Linked DNA regions of Mus musculus: regions 1, 3 and 4 are each linked to region 2. A link is a contact called in public promoter capture Hi-C data. All regions are on one chromosome and are shown on one strand. The core of a region is the stretch at or near the end of the contact, and the rest is flanking DNA. Distances in the headings are between cores, read along the strand shown. Region 1 holds the start of Cmss1 (cms small ribosomal subunit 1). Region 2 holds the start of Tmem45a (transmembrane protein 45a). Region 3 holds the start of Rpl24 (ribosomal protein L24). Region 4 holds the start of Pcnp (PEST proteolytic signal containing nuclear protein).

Evidence for each region. Promoter capture Hi-C pulls out the DNA fragments that hold promoters and counts their contacts.
Region 1: a promoter capture Hi-C map of hippocampal neurons shows a contact between it and region 2, with 2.2 times the contacts expected there. The contact joins the promoter of Cmss1 here to the promoter of Tmem45a in region 2. A contact is called at or near these places in 4 of 39 promoter capture datasets (the 3T3-L1 cell line, embryonic stem cells and hippocampal neurons).
Region 3: a contact with region 2 is called in a promoter capture Hi-C map of the 3T3-L1 cell line, with 6 times the contacts expected there. The contact joins the promoter of Rpl24 here to the promoter of Tmem45a in region 2. A contact is called at or near these places in 4 of 39 promoter capture datasets (the 3T3-L1 cell line, cranial neural crest and maxillary cranial neural crest) and 1 of 115 datasets of contacts at active chromatin or transcription factors (embryonic stem cells).
Region 4: a contact with region 2 is called in a promoter capture Hi-C map of stem cell-derived epiblast-like cells, with 4 times the contacts expected there. The contact joins the promoter of Pcnp here to the promoter of Tmem45a in region 2. A contact is called at or near these places in 9 of 39 promoter capture datasets (the 3T3-L1 cell line, cranial neural crest, embryonic stem cells and 6 more).

Annotation. Positions count from the first base shown.
Region 1 is chr16:57,605,537-57,608,236 of GRCm38.p6, forward strand. It overlaps Cmss1 (cms small ribosomal subunit 1), which reads right to left and starts at 1,331. Exons shown (of 10, transcript NM_025599.3): 1 at 1,130-1,331. The coding sequence starts at 1,190.
Region 2 is chr16:56,884,891-56,887,590 of GRCm38.p6, forward strand. Tmem45a (transmembrane protein 45a) reads right to left here and starts at 1,273. Exons shown (of 6, transcript NM_019631.3): 1 at 923-1,273.
Region 3 is chr16:55,964,862-55,967,561 of GRCm38.p6, forward strand. It overlaps Rpl24 (ribosomal protein L24), which reads left to right and starts at 1,414. Exons shown (of 6, transcript NM_024218.4): 1 at 1,414-1,577; 2 at 1,686-1,761; 3 at 2,199-2,309. The coding sequence starts at 1,573. It overlaps Gm6958 (MLV-related proviral Env polyprotein-like), which reads left to right. Exons shown (of 1, transcript XM_001480210.4): 1 at 1-187.
Region 4 is chr16:56,028,337-56,031,036 of GRCm38.p6, forward strand. Pcnp (PEST proteolytic signal containing nuclear protein) reads right to left here and starts at 1,381. Exons shown (of 5, transcript NM_001024622.2): 1 at 1,267-1,381. The coding sequence starts at 1,330.

The DNA.
Region 1 (2,700 bases), core at 81-2,580, 720 kb after region 2:
GGACTGACACTCTACTCTTCTGTTCCCCTTAAATCACAAAACCCATGCTGTAACTTTCAGTTTCACACTGAGAAATGGTCTAAACGTGTTAACTCTGTTTGCTATCATGTGAGATGGTACTGAGATCAAAATAAATGGAAATATGACATTGACCCTACCATCTAAAACTAGAGACAGGTGGACCTTGGATCCTTGGAGGGTGACTTGAGACAGTAACAATAGAAGTAGCTATCGCATGGTTAAGTCTTATGGGGCATGAAATGTTCAAGGCCACTGGAGTGGGGGGGTTACTTAATGCTACTTTACTTGAAAATAAAATGCCTACTGCACACAGAATGGGTACACATAGTACACCATAATAGAAACTGTTGGAGCCGAGCAGTGGTGGTTCACACCTTTAATCTCGGCACTTGGGAGACAGAAGCAGGCGGATTTCTGAGTTCGAGGCCAGCCTGGTCTACAGAATGAGTTCCAGGACAGCCAGGGCTACACAGAGAAACCCTGTCTAAAAAAAAAAAAAAAAGAAAGAAAGAAAAGAAAAGAAAAGAAAAGAAAAGAAAAGAAAAGAAAAGAAAAGAATTTGCTGTAAAGCAGAAGAGTTAAGCCCCTTGCTGGCTCGAACTACACATGATAAAGAACACGCTACTTTAATATTTTGTACATATACTACACGCCAAAAATTGTGTTGTGCTATACAACTTTAAATTACCTTCACTACATCTTCACAATTTTTTGGAGAGAATTACTCCTTTCACACGTGAGGAAAAAGGAGAATGTGTCGGAGTATCAGAGTCTGTGATTTGAATTCCCAATCTGAACCTAGTTCAGGGATTACTGGTAACCACTATGACAAACTGTACAGAAACGGTCTATCTAGTCTCAAGAAAATAGTAAAAAGTCTAGAAAACCAGAGCGCAGGAAGTAGCCCTCTCAGACTGGCAGGCGGCGACGGGGTCCCTCTCGTTCCACGTGTGACACGGTGTTGTCCCTCCCCAGTTCCCGCGCCGTCCCATGTTCCCACGGCTCCGCGCTCCACCTCCGGGCAGACCGCCACGACTGCCACACGCGGGTAAGGCAGCTGAGGCGAGGACCAGGGCAGGAGGAACGAGGGAGGCGGGCGAGAGCTTACCTGGGCTGCTGGCGGCTGCCGGCTGGTTCTCCCACCACTCGTCTCCCAGATCGTCTGCCATCCCCGTGAGACCCGGACGCGAACTGACAACCAGATGAAAGCAAGGCGGCCGCTCGCGCTCCTGGGCTCAGCTTCACTGGCGGCGTTAGCAACGCTACACGCGGAAAAACCAAGGAACTCCGTCGCCCGCGCCACTGGAGATGACGTCACAGACGCCACGCCCCCCCAGCTGCGGCAGCCAGGGGTGTCGCCGTTTCCACACAGGCTCAGACGTTCAAGATCGGCCTAGAAACTCCAAATAAATGCTCTGTTGAGCCTAGAAATACAAGAAAAGAGTTACCATCGGTTTGGGTTATTTTTTTTTAATATTTAAGTATTTTGTTTTGGTTTATGGCCGAAAAGCCGATGTCGAAAGTGCAAGAACGGATGCTAAGACGATTTTTCTCTGTTGGATTTCAAAGAGCTTGCACCGCGGGAGGAGACCCGAGCACGTGGATGTGTTTTCACTTGGTTGTCAGGGTTCTGGCGTTCCAGCGCCTGTGCAGTTTGTCCTTAGAAACGCACCTGAGAGTTGCTGACGATGAATGTCGGAACTTGGTTGTACATGTGAACGTTGCTGCTCTTTTTCTACAACTTAAGAGGGACGAATATCCTGAAGACCTGAAACATACCACTTCTCTATTTAAAATACTTAATCAGGTTTTGATATTCTCTTTAGAGGACTTGGATTGTGATCTGTCCCATTCAGTACCATGGCCCTTGGAACATGAATAGAACTTGGGGCCTGGTGTGGTGGCGCACGCCTTTAATCCCAGCAATCTGGGAAGCAGAGGCAAGCAGATTCCTTGAGTTGAAGGCCAGCCTGGTCTACAGGGGAGTTCCAGGACACCCAAGACTCTGCAGAGACATCCTGTGGAGGAGGAGGAGAATTGTTTTATTCAACAGTACATTTGTTTCTGTCATCTCCATTAGCCATCTGCCTGACAACAGGTATTAAGAGGTCAGGAAGGCCACAGGCCAAATGCAGCGATTGAGTTGTTTGTACCGGTGCTCATAAGTTACTTTTATAGTAGAACGCTTTGGACAACATAAACTAACCAGAAAGAAAGAGTGGCTTTAATATGGTGCGTCTATACATTCATACTTCGTGTATTTGCTAATTCACCCTTTATAGAAAAAAATACAAGCTCTATTGAATAAACAATATAAATTGTATCTTCCCTTTAACTGTTTTGTTACCAGTAAATAGATATCTGGGTTTATAAGTTAGCCTACCCTAACCCCACCTCCAACTCCAACACCCATATCTGGTACTGTAGAATCCAAAATAAGTTCAAGACCACCCAGCCTCTTCCCCTCTGAAGGGACTTTCAGAAACATAGCAGTCAAAATGACTGAGTCTACAGCTGCCAAAACAAAATGAGCTGTTCTTAGAAAAATAACCATAACAAGATAGCAATTTCCAGAGAAATCCCCCTACCCTGCCCCACACTGAATTCTGAGAAAGACTACAAACCACCCTGACCTTTCTAAAATTCCCTGTGACATTAAGAGCTGTGATGTTAATAGCT
Region 2 (2,700 bases), core at 23-2,522:
CTAAAGATCTACTTGAGTCAAATCTTCCCCAAACAGTAACCAGCATGCAACAGAACTCTGAACTTCGGAACATTACTCAGGCAGAGGGAACCATAGATGTTTCAGAAGGAATGGGCCTTGAGCCACCAGCAGGTCAGCATTTTCCACCACCTCATTGCTAAATCATGACGTATAAAGTAGAACTATCTGTAAGCGCGCACGTATAATAAACACCGTGGATATTATTTTTGATGGAACAACAGGTTAAGTATGTAATTATAGGATTGCAGACACACAGAGAGGTCTATCACTTATTTAATTATTTTGTTAGTAACCTAAGAGGAATTTAGATCTCCCTCTTTGAGATATGATATTGGCACTTTCAACTACAAACTTAAGTGAAGGATCCAGTAAGTCCTTTATAAGATTCAAGTTTTAAATAATTTGTCAAACGTTGTGTTAATTCTAAATACACCAGAGAGTTTTCTCAGTCATCCATCAAAATAGTGGAGGACAGGAGGGGGAGGAGGAAGAAGAAGAGCAAGAGAATGAAGAAGAGTTAGAAGAAGGAAGAGAAGGAGAAGAAGAGGAAGAAGAGAAGGAGGAGGAAGAAGGAGAAGGAGAAGGGAGGAAAAGAAAGGAGAAGAAGTCGAGAAGAATAACTTTAGGATGAAGAAAGGTTTACAACAAAACACCAGTCAAAATTTTGTTCCCAAGAAATCTTATATGAGCACCAACTCTCCAACCCTCATCAATTTTAAAATGCAAACCAAACATTTCCCCAAAAACAGAAAAGAAAGAAGCCCGATATCCTTACAGTCTTTCCCAGCATGAGATGTTTTTCTCCCCTTAACAAACAGAAGTCTGGCAAGAAGAGCAAAGGCACAGGCTAGAGAGCTCAGCAGGACAAGGAGGAAGATGTCCCCAAGTCTCCACAACTTACCCAACTTGTCCTGTTTGCGCACACCTTACTCTCCCCACTTTGTCAGTTAGGATCAGAAGGCAGCTGAGCTTTGGTTGCTGTTTCTGTTCTTTTGATCTCAAAGCCCCATGAAAACTAAACTGTGTTGAATGTGATGTGGCCTCGCCTCACATGGGGGGTGGGGGGGAGGGAGAGAAAAAGATTCAAGCGTGGGTTGCTTATTGCTTCTTGGGGAAAAAAAAATTAAGTAGTAAGTGGCTAGCAGGAGGCTACGTGGGGGACGTGCCTTGCGGGTGGCAGGCCTGGAAGAGGCCCACAAACTTTCTCAGCACAGCTGTCCAGATGTGCTTCATCTGGTTTCCCCGGCGGGGCACTGACTGGGGTTGCAGTTGGAGGCAAAGCCTCCTCTCTGATTGCCGATTGGTGGAGCAGCCCGCCACTCCTGCGGGCTCAATCTGCCTCCACCCACTGGGCCACTCGCATCCTAGAAAGGAACTTAGCTGGGCGCGCTGTGCAGTCGCTGATGTGGCACTGCGTGGCAGTGGGGTCTGGGGTGGGGTAGTTGGAAGGGTCGCTAGAACTCAGAGCTTGCCCCTGCCCTTGGTCCGTGAGGGCAGGCCTTCTAAGGGACTAGTTTGTTTAAGCAGGGGGGTCGTTATCGTTTGGGACAAGAATCAGGATGAGTAGCTTAAGGGGGCAGGCATTTCCAAATAGAAGGGGTTGGAGAAGTACCGTACCCACGCCTTCAAATGGGCGGTCCAGTCCCGCCTCAAAGATTTTCTATCCACACCTTCTCTGGCAAAAGAAAAGTGGGTGTCCGAGAGCGCTATTTTGGGATAAAGGTTCAGGAATAATGAACCTTTTAGTAAGACGTGAGCTATTCAGAAATGTGGTCGTTTCTGTGAAGAAGCCCTGGGTGAGTGCAAAAAAAAAAAAAAAAAAAAAAAAAAGCTTAAAAGAAAAGGGCGGTGGGGAGGAAATGCTTGAGGATCTTTTACAGCTGAAAGGAGTAATGGTTGGGAAGACATCGCGAACTCTCATTTTGATGTCTGAGGACTGTAGAATTGCACCAAACATGTTTGATTGTGTATGAAGTCATTCGTGTCCTGTGGTGAGCTTTCAGAATCATCTGTGCTCAGTGGTGCACATTCTGTCATGGGAAGCTGCTTCACAATGGGCTGGTCATCAAGGAAGGATTAGCTAGCTTTTCATACATTACCGTCAACAGACATCATGTTTGTTGACTACTAGGACAGGCTCCTCACAAAAGAAAAAAAGATTGCTTCCGTTTGCAGGAATGTAGATTCAAGTTTCTCATGGCTATACATAATTGGCCCCCTTGGACATCTACAGAAGCCAGAAGGAAGAGACTCTGGAAGGCTGACAGAAGGTAGACCCACTAGAAATCCCAGCATTCAGGGAACCACATTATGGTGAGGCCATAGGCTTGGCTTCTAATCCACTGACGCTGAAGATGTCAGTCTGCACCTAGAATGTCCACAGAGGACATGTATTAAAGCCTGAGAAAGTGGAACCATTAACGTCAAGACATGATAGGAAGAAGTTAGACCACTGTGAAGCGTTATCTTTCTTTCTTTCTTTTTTTTTTCTTTTTAAAAATATTTTAACTTATTCACTTTACATCCGGCTTACTGCCCCCCACTCCCAGTCATCTCCTCTCACAATCCTTCCCCCATCCTTGCTCCCCTTCTACTCTGAGCAGGTGGAACCCCCCCCCCACACACACACACATACAGTGTCCCCCAACCCTAGCATTTCAAGTCTCTGCAAGCCTAGGT
Region 3 (2,700 bases), core at 164-2,663, 920 kb before region 2:
CATCTTTCCAGGCCCTAAAATAGCTTTTCTTTCTTCTTAAGATTTATTTATTTTTACGTTCATTGGTGTTTTGCCTGTATGTATGTCTATGAGAAGGTGCCAGGTCCCCTGGAACTGGATTTACAGTTATTGAGTTGCCGTCTGGGTACTGGGAATTGAAGTCAGGTCCTTTGGACGAGTTGCCAGCGCTCCTAACTGCTGAGCCATCTCTCCAGCCCCATAAAATAACTTTATTTTTCCTTTATTTTATTTTCGGTTTTTAGAGACAAGGTCTGTGTGTAGCCTTGGATGTCTTGTAACTCCCTGTGGGCGAGGCTGGCCTCAAAAGTCTTAGTGACCAGCCTGACTCTTCTGGGATTAAGGCTGTGCCTCCACCGGCTGGCTAGCATAGCTTTTCTTTTTTTTTTTTTTTCTTTTTCTTTTTTTCTTTTTTTGCCTGTGTGTGTGTGTGTTTGTGTGTGTGTGTGTGTGTGTGTGTGTGTGTGTATGTAAGTACACTCATGAGTTCGGGGTCAGGCAGCTAGCTGGAGTTACAGGTGGCTGAACTCTGGTCGTCTTCAATAGTTGTATGTATTCTTAACCTGCTCACCTTTCCAACTCGTAACTTCAGGTTTTGAGACAGGGTCTCACACTGTAACCAAGGCTGGCCTCAAACTTGTAGTAGTCCCGCCTTAGTTCCTGAGTGCTCGTATTACAAGTGTTGGCAATCTATTTGAACTAGTGATTAATTACTTTTAGTTTTTGATACAGGGGGTCACTATTTATGTACCGTTGGAACTCTTACTACTATGTAGACCAGCCTGCCAGTGCGTCTTCAGAGAGCTGAGATTAAAAGCTTGCCCCACAGTGGCGGGCTCTAATATTTTTTGGAGGTGGGGATTTAATTCAGGGTTTTGCGTACCACTCGTGCTATCCCTGGGCCACGCTGTCGGCCGCTACGATTTTTTTCTTTCTTTTTCTTTTTTTTTTTTTTTGGTTTTTCGAGACAGGGTTTCTCTGTGCAGCCCTGGCTGTCCTGGAACTCACTTTGTAGACCAGGCTGGCCTTGAACTCAGAAATCCACCTGCCTCTGCCTCCCAAGTGCTGGGATTAAAGGCGTGCGGCACCACTGCCCGGCAGGCCGCTACGATTTATTTTTGTTTCAAGGAATAATCCAAAGCCAAATGCAAAAAGTGACCTTCAGGTTTTACCTGCGAGATAAAAACTGGTCTGGGCTTCGTAAGAGGAGGAAAGACACGTAGAACATCCTTGTCTCTTGTTTATTAAATCCTGCGAAATGCTGGCTTTAGATTCTAGAACACTAGCCTGGAGGAAATAAAATGGCACAGAACCCAAGCCAAGAACCAACTTGGACCTTAAACGAACACCTCAAACCCACTCCCCGCCAATGCTGTAGGAAGAAAGCTGTTGCTAGGAAACAGACTGGGCGCTCGGAAGTGACATCATCTCTGGGCGCCGGGGTCAAGGAAGGGAATTTAGGGAGGAGATTCTCTCCCTCTGCCCTATAAGGTTCTCCCATGATTCTTTCTTTCTCTTCGCCATCTTTACCCCGGCAGGCCGACATCTATCACCATGAAGTAAGCGGGCGCCCGGTGTCCCAATCCGCCTCCATCCTGAGGCCGAGCTACCGGGGATGGCTCCTCTTTGCAGCGCACATACTAACGAGCTTCGCCTTTTCCTTCCAGGGTCGAGCTGTGCAGTTTCAGCGGGTACAAGATCTACCCGGGACACGGGCGGCGCTACGCCAGGACCGACGGGAAGGTAAAGGCCGGCTGGGCCGAGCGCGGCTCGGGACGCTGGGAGTAGAAGGACGGTCCTCTCTCCCCGAAGGCCCCGGGACCGCGTGTGGGATGGGAAACTTGAGGGAATATGGATGGTGTGTAAACCAGGCTGGAAATGAGTGCTGTATGTAACCAATGGGAAAGGGAAATGGGCTTCAGGTCTTTTGGAGTCGGAGAGGGCTCAGAGCCAGATTTCTTTGAGTTTAGCGCCACCCGACCCTTTGCGACTAGTGTAGATTTTTCGGCTCCTGAGAAGACTGTAGCATTGATGCCACCCTGTCATTTGTGTCACAAAGAGGTCTCTTGCCTCCTTTATATATTTATATATTGAGAAGAGAGAAGTAGAATAAAGCTGGAGGAGGACGTCAGTCTCCACTTTGTGTAAAAGGATGACTAATTTGAATTTGTTAACTGCAGGTTTTCCAGTTTCTTAATGCAAAATGTGAGTCAGCATTCCTTTCCAAAAGGAATCCTCGGCAGATAAACTGGACTGTCCTCTACAGAAGGAAACACAAGAAAGGGCAGTCGGTAAGTGGAATGCAGCTTGCTAGTAGCCTCTTTTAAAGTTACACTGTCAGATTTTGCCAGGTTAAATTTTGGTTAAACAAAACTATGCAATGTGCTCTTGAACTAAACCATCAGACAGTAGCAGAACTTGTTAGTGTGGCCTTGGGTACCATAGCCTTCCAAGCTGTGTGTTGAAATTTGAAATGATTCCTCTCTGTAAGCTTCATTTTGGGTTGAAGAGGCCCTTAGGGGATGGTAGGTGTTGCTCTGGGTGGAGGTGTGGTGCTAGGACAACAGCTAATAGTTAGGCTTGGCATGTGTGAGCCTCGTTAAATAGATTCTAGCTGGGTATTATAGTAAACAGTGGTCCCAGATGTGAAATATGTTAAGTGGGCATGGTGGCCCACTCATG
Region 4 (2,700 bases), core at 131-2,630, 860 kb before region 2:
CAACTGAAAGGGTGGCAAGTACACTGCATACATACACACGAATTTCTTTAGACGTTTAAGGTACATTTTAGCAGTACCTTAAAACGATGTTCTCAGTCAAGGCAAAAGGACCTTAAGTTCAAGGCCACCCCAAGATACTTTAGGCTATAGTTTTTCCTCAAACTACTTTTAACATATAGAAGGTCTAAAGTAAGAACTAAAATCATTAGCTATTTTACTAGTTTATTTTTAAAAAAAAACAAAATGAGGAAGAGACCTGAGAAAGTGGCCGTGGCTTGTAATTCCAGTACTCAGGAAGCCAGAGCTAAATGAGCTCCTAGCTCAAACCGGGGGTGGGGTGGGGGCGGGGGTGTTCGGCAATTAACAAACTTGGTAGACCCTACTTTTGGCCTTTATGCGATACTGAACCTATATGTTCTCACATTTAAGTATTTCAAGGATAAGCCCGAAGAAAGCCAGAACAGTGAAAGGCTAAAACATTCTAAGCATGTGCTAATTATCCTTCCGACAAAAGGGCGTAGGGGAAAAGAGACTACGCATTTCTTTTCCTTTATGTACACCATCAAAAATTACGGGGGTAGGAGGAACGAAAAGATAGCTATAATCTGAGTTTAATTTCGCGACAAATTACAGGAAGATCACACCTTCCTACCACGCCAACGAAATATCTGACATAGACTCCGCTGCTGGCAGCCTAAGAAAGATACCGGAAAGAAAGCGAATCAAACCCTAATTTCAAGCGTTTGCTGCTTGAGCCAGATTCCCCTCTCCCCTGCATCGCCTCGACTTATGCCATCGCAGGGTTTATAAATGTTATGTCTGAAAATACAGCAGAGAGTGGGCTGGGGTCTTCCACCTCCGCAGCGAAAAAGAGAGCATCAACCCTCGTTACGTGTAACCGAGAGGCCGGCGACCTCGGAAAGCCGGCATGCGGCCAGTGCCCGCGGCGGCTCGGCGCTCGTGCGGCGGCCTGAGTGCGCAGCGGGCCCTGAGCTCTCTGCTGTTCGGACTCCCGGGCCAAGCTCCCACCTCCCTTCGCACCGCCCGGTGGTAACCGGCGGCCTCTCTGATTAGGCGACGCGGACCTCGATCTCCCCCGCGGGCCACACCGGGCGTGCCCGGCACTCATCAGGGCCCAGCCCCTGGCCGGGCGAGCGCCAGCTCCGCCGGCTCCTGCGATGCCGGAAAGCCCCCCAACCCGCCCTGGGAACCCCAAAGAAAGGCCGGAGTAGCCCCCGTAGCCCGCGACGCTGGGGTTGTGTTCACCTCCGGCGGCTCCGGCTCGCTGCGGCTTCTCTGGCTTCTCCTCTCCCGCCTTCCCGTCCGCCATCTTCCTCGCCGCGGCCTCCCCCTGCAGCCCGGGCAAGAACGTCACGGCCCCGCCCAGCAACCACAAAGCTTCGGGCGGGCCAGCGAGGCCGCAGCCTAGAGAGGACCTGGAACCCGAGACGGGGACGGATGTGACGTCGTTGGCTGGAACGAGGTGTGTGGTGACGGCTATGGAGGACTGGGCGGTGGGATGGCACGTCCGGGTTAGTACGGACTCACCGATCGTGGAACGGTGGGTTCAATCCTAGGTGCTTCCACGCTCAGCGGTGGTCGCGGCTGGTCCTTCATTTTACGGGATAGGGCTGTGTTCTTACAGAGAAACGTCAGCAGTTAACGGACGCTGTCTTAGTGTTGACACCGTCCAGTGCGGTCCGGTGTGCAATTATCGTTTCCATTTGTGCAATGACACCGAAAAGAGACTTATGGAAGATCACGTCGTAGAGCCTTACGGAAATTGGGGCGGAAGAAATTTCCGCGGCTTTTGCATTCGTGAAAAATTCAGCGTGAGAGTTGTAGCAAGCAAGCAAACATTAAAAGCAGAAATAGGTATACGTGGAGGTCAAGGGCGCTTCCTGCTGTTTCAGAGGACAGTTCAATTCCCAGTTGGGTGGTCTACAGTTAACTGATAACTCCAGTTCCAGAAATCCGACTACTAAGAGTTCACACTCACTTGCATATATTCAAACACCTGTTTAAAAAAAAATACATAAAAAACAAACAAAATCCCCGGCTACACTCCGAAGGGCAGGAGCTGTCTTTCTTACGGAGAAGGGTAGTTTGCTCTACTGCAGTTTGGAGATGTCGGCTTTGTATCTACCCTATTCCACTCATCCCTTCTCTAATAACGTTTAAAATACGCCCCAGCCCAGCTTCAACGTTCGGAATTGCTTTGAATTAGAAGTTATTCACTTCTTGGTGTTTTTCAAGGAGTTTTCTTTACTCCTATAAAACTGTCTGGAGTAAAACTGTCTGCTGGTTAAATCGCCCTATTCTTTCAAGGTAAAAGTATCCGACAGAGTTTTATCATAAAAGCTAGTGCCAGTCTTGTCTCTTAACCTTCATGGACACAATGAACAGCACAAGAGTTGTCTTGTAGCGTTCCCTGCCTCTGTGCTAGCACCAGCACTTGTCTTATACTCAACAGTAAAATACAGGACTCGTCTCTTCCAGATTGGAAACACCTGTTAAGTCCTGCCTCTCCTAGAAACCTTTAGTAGATTCATTTAGTGTCAATGAAATCCATGCATCAAGTATGCTACAGCCTCATCTGTTTCTTACTTCTTTTTCTCTATACTCATTCCTCTGCCCAAATTTGGTCAATTCCTAGCCTGTAATATACACCCAGTATTAGAGAATATAGTTCATTCTGTC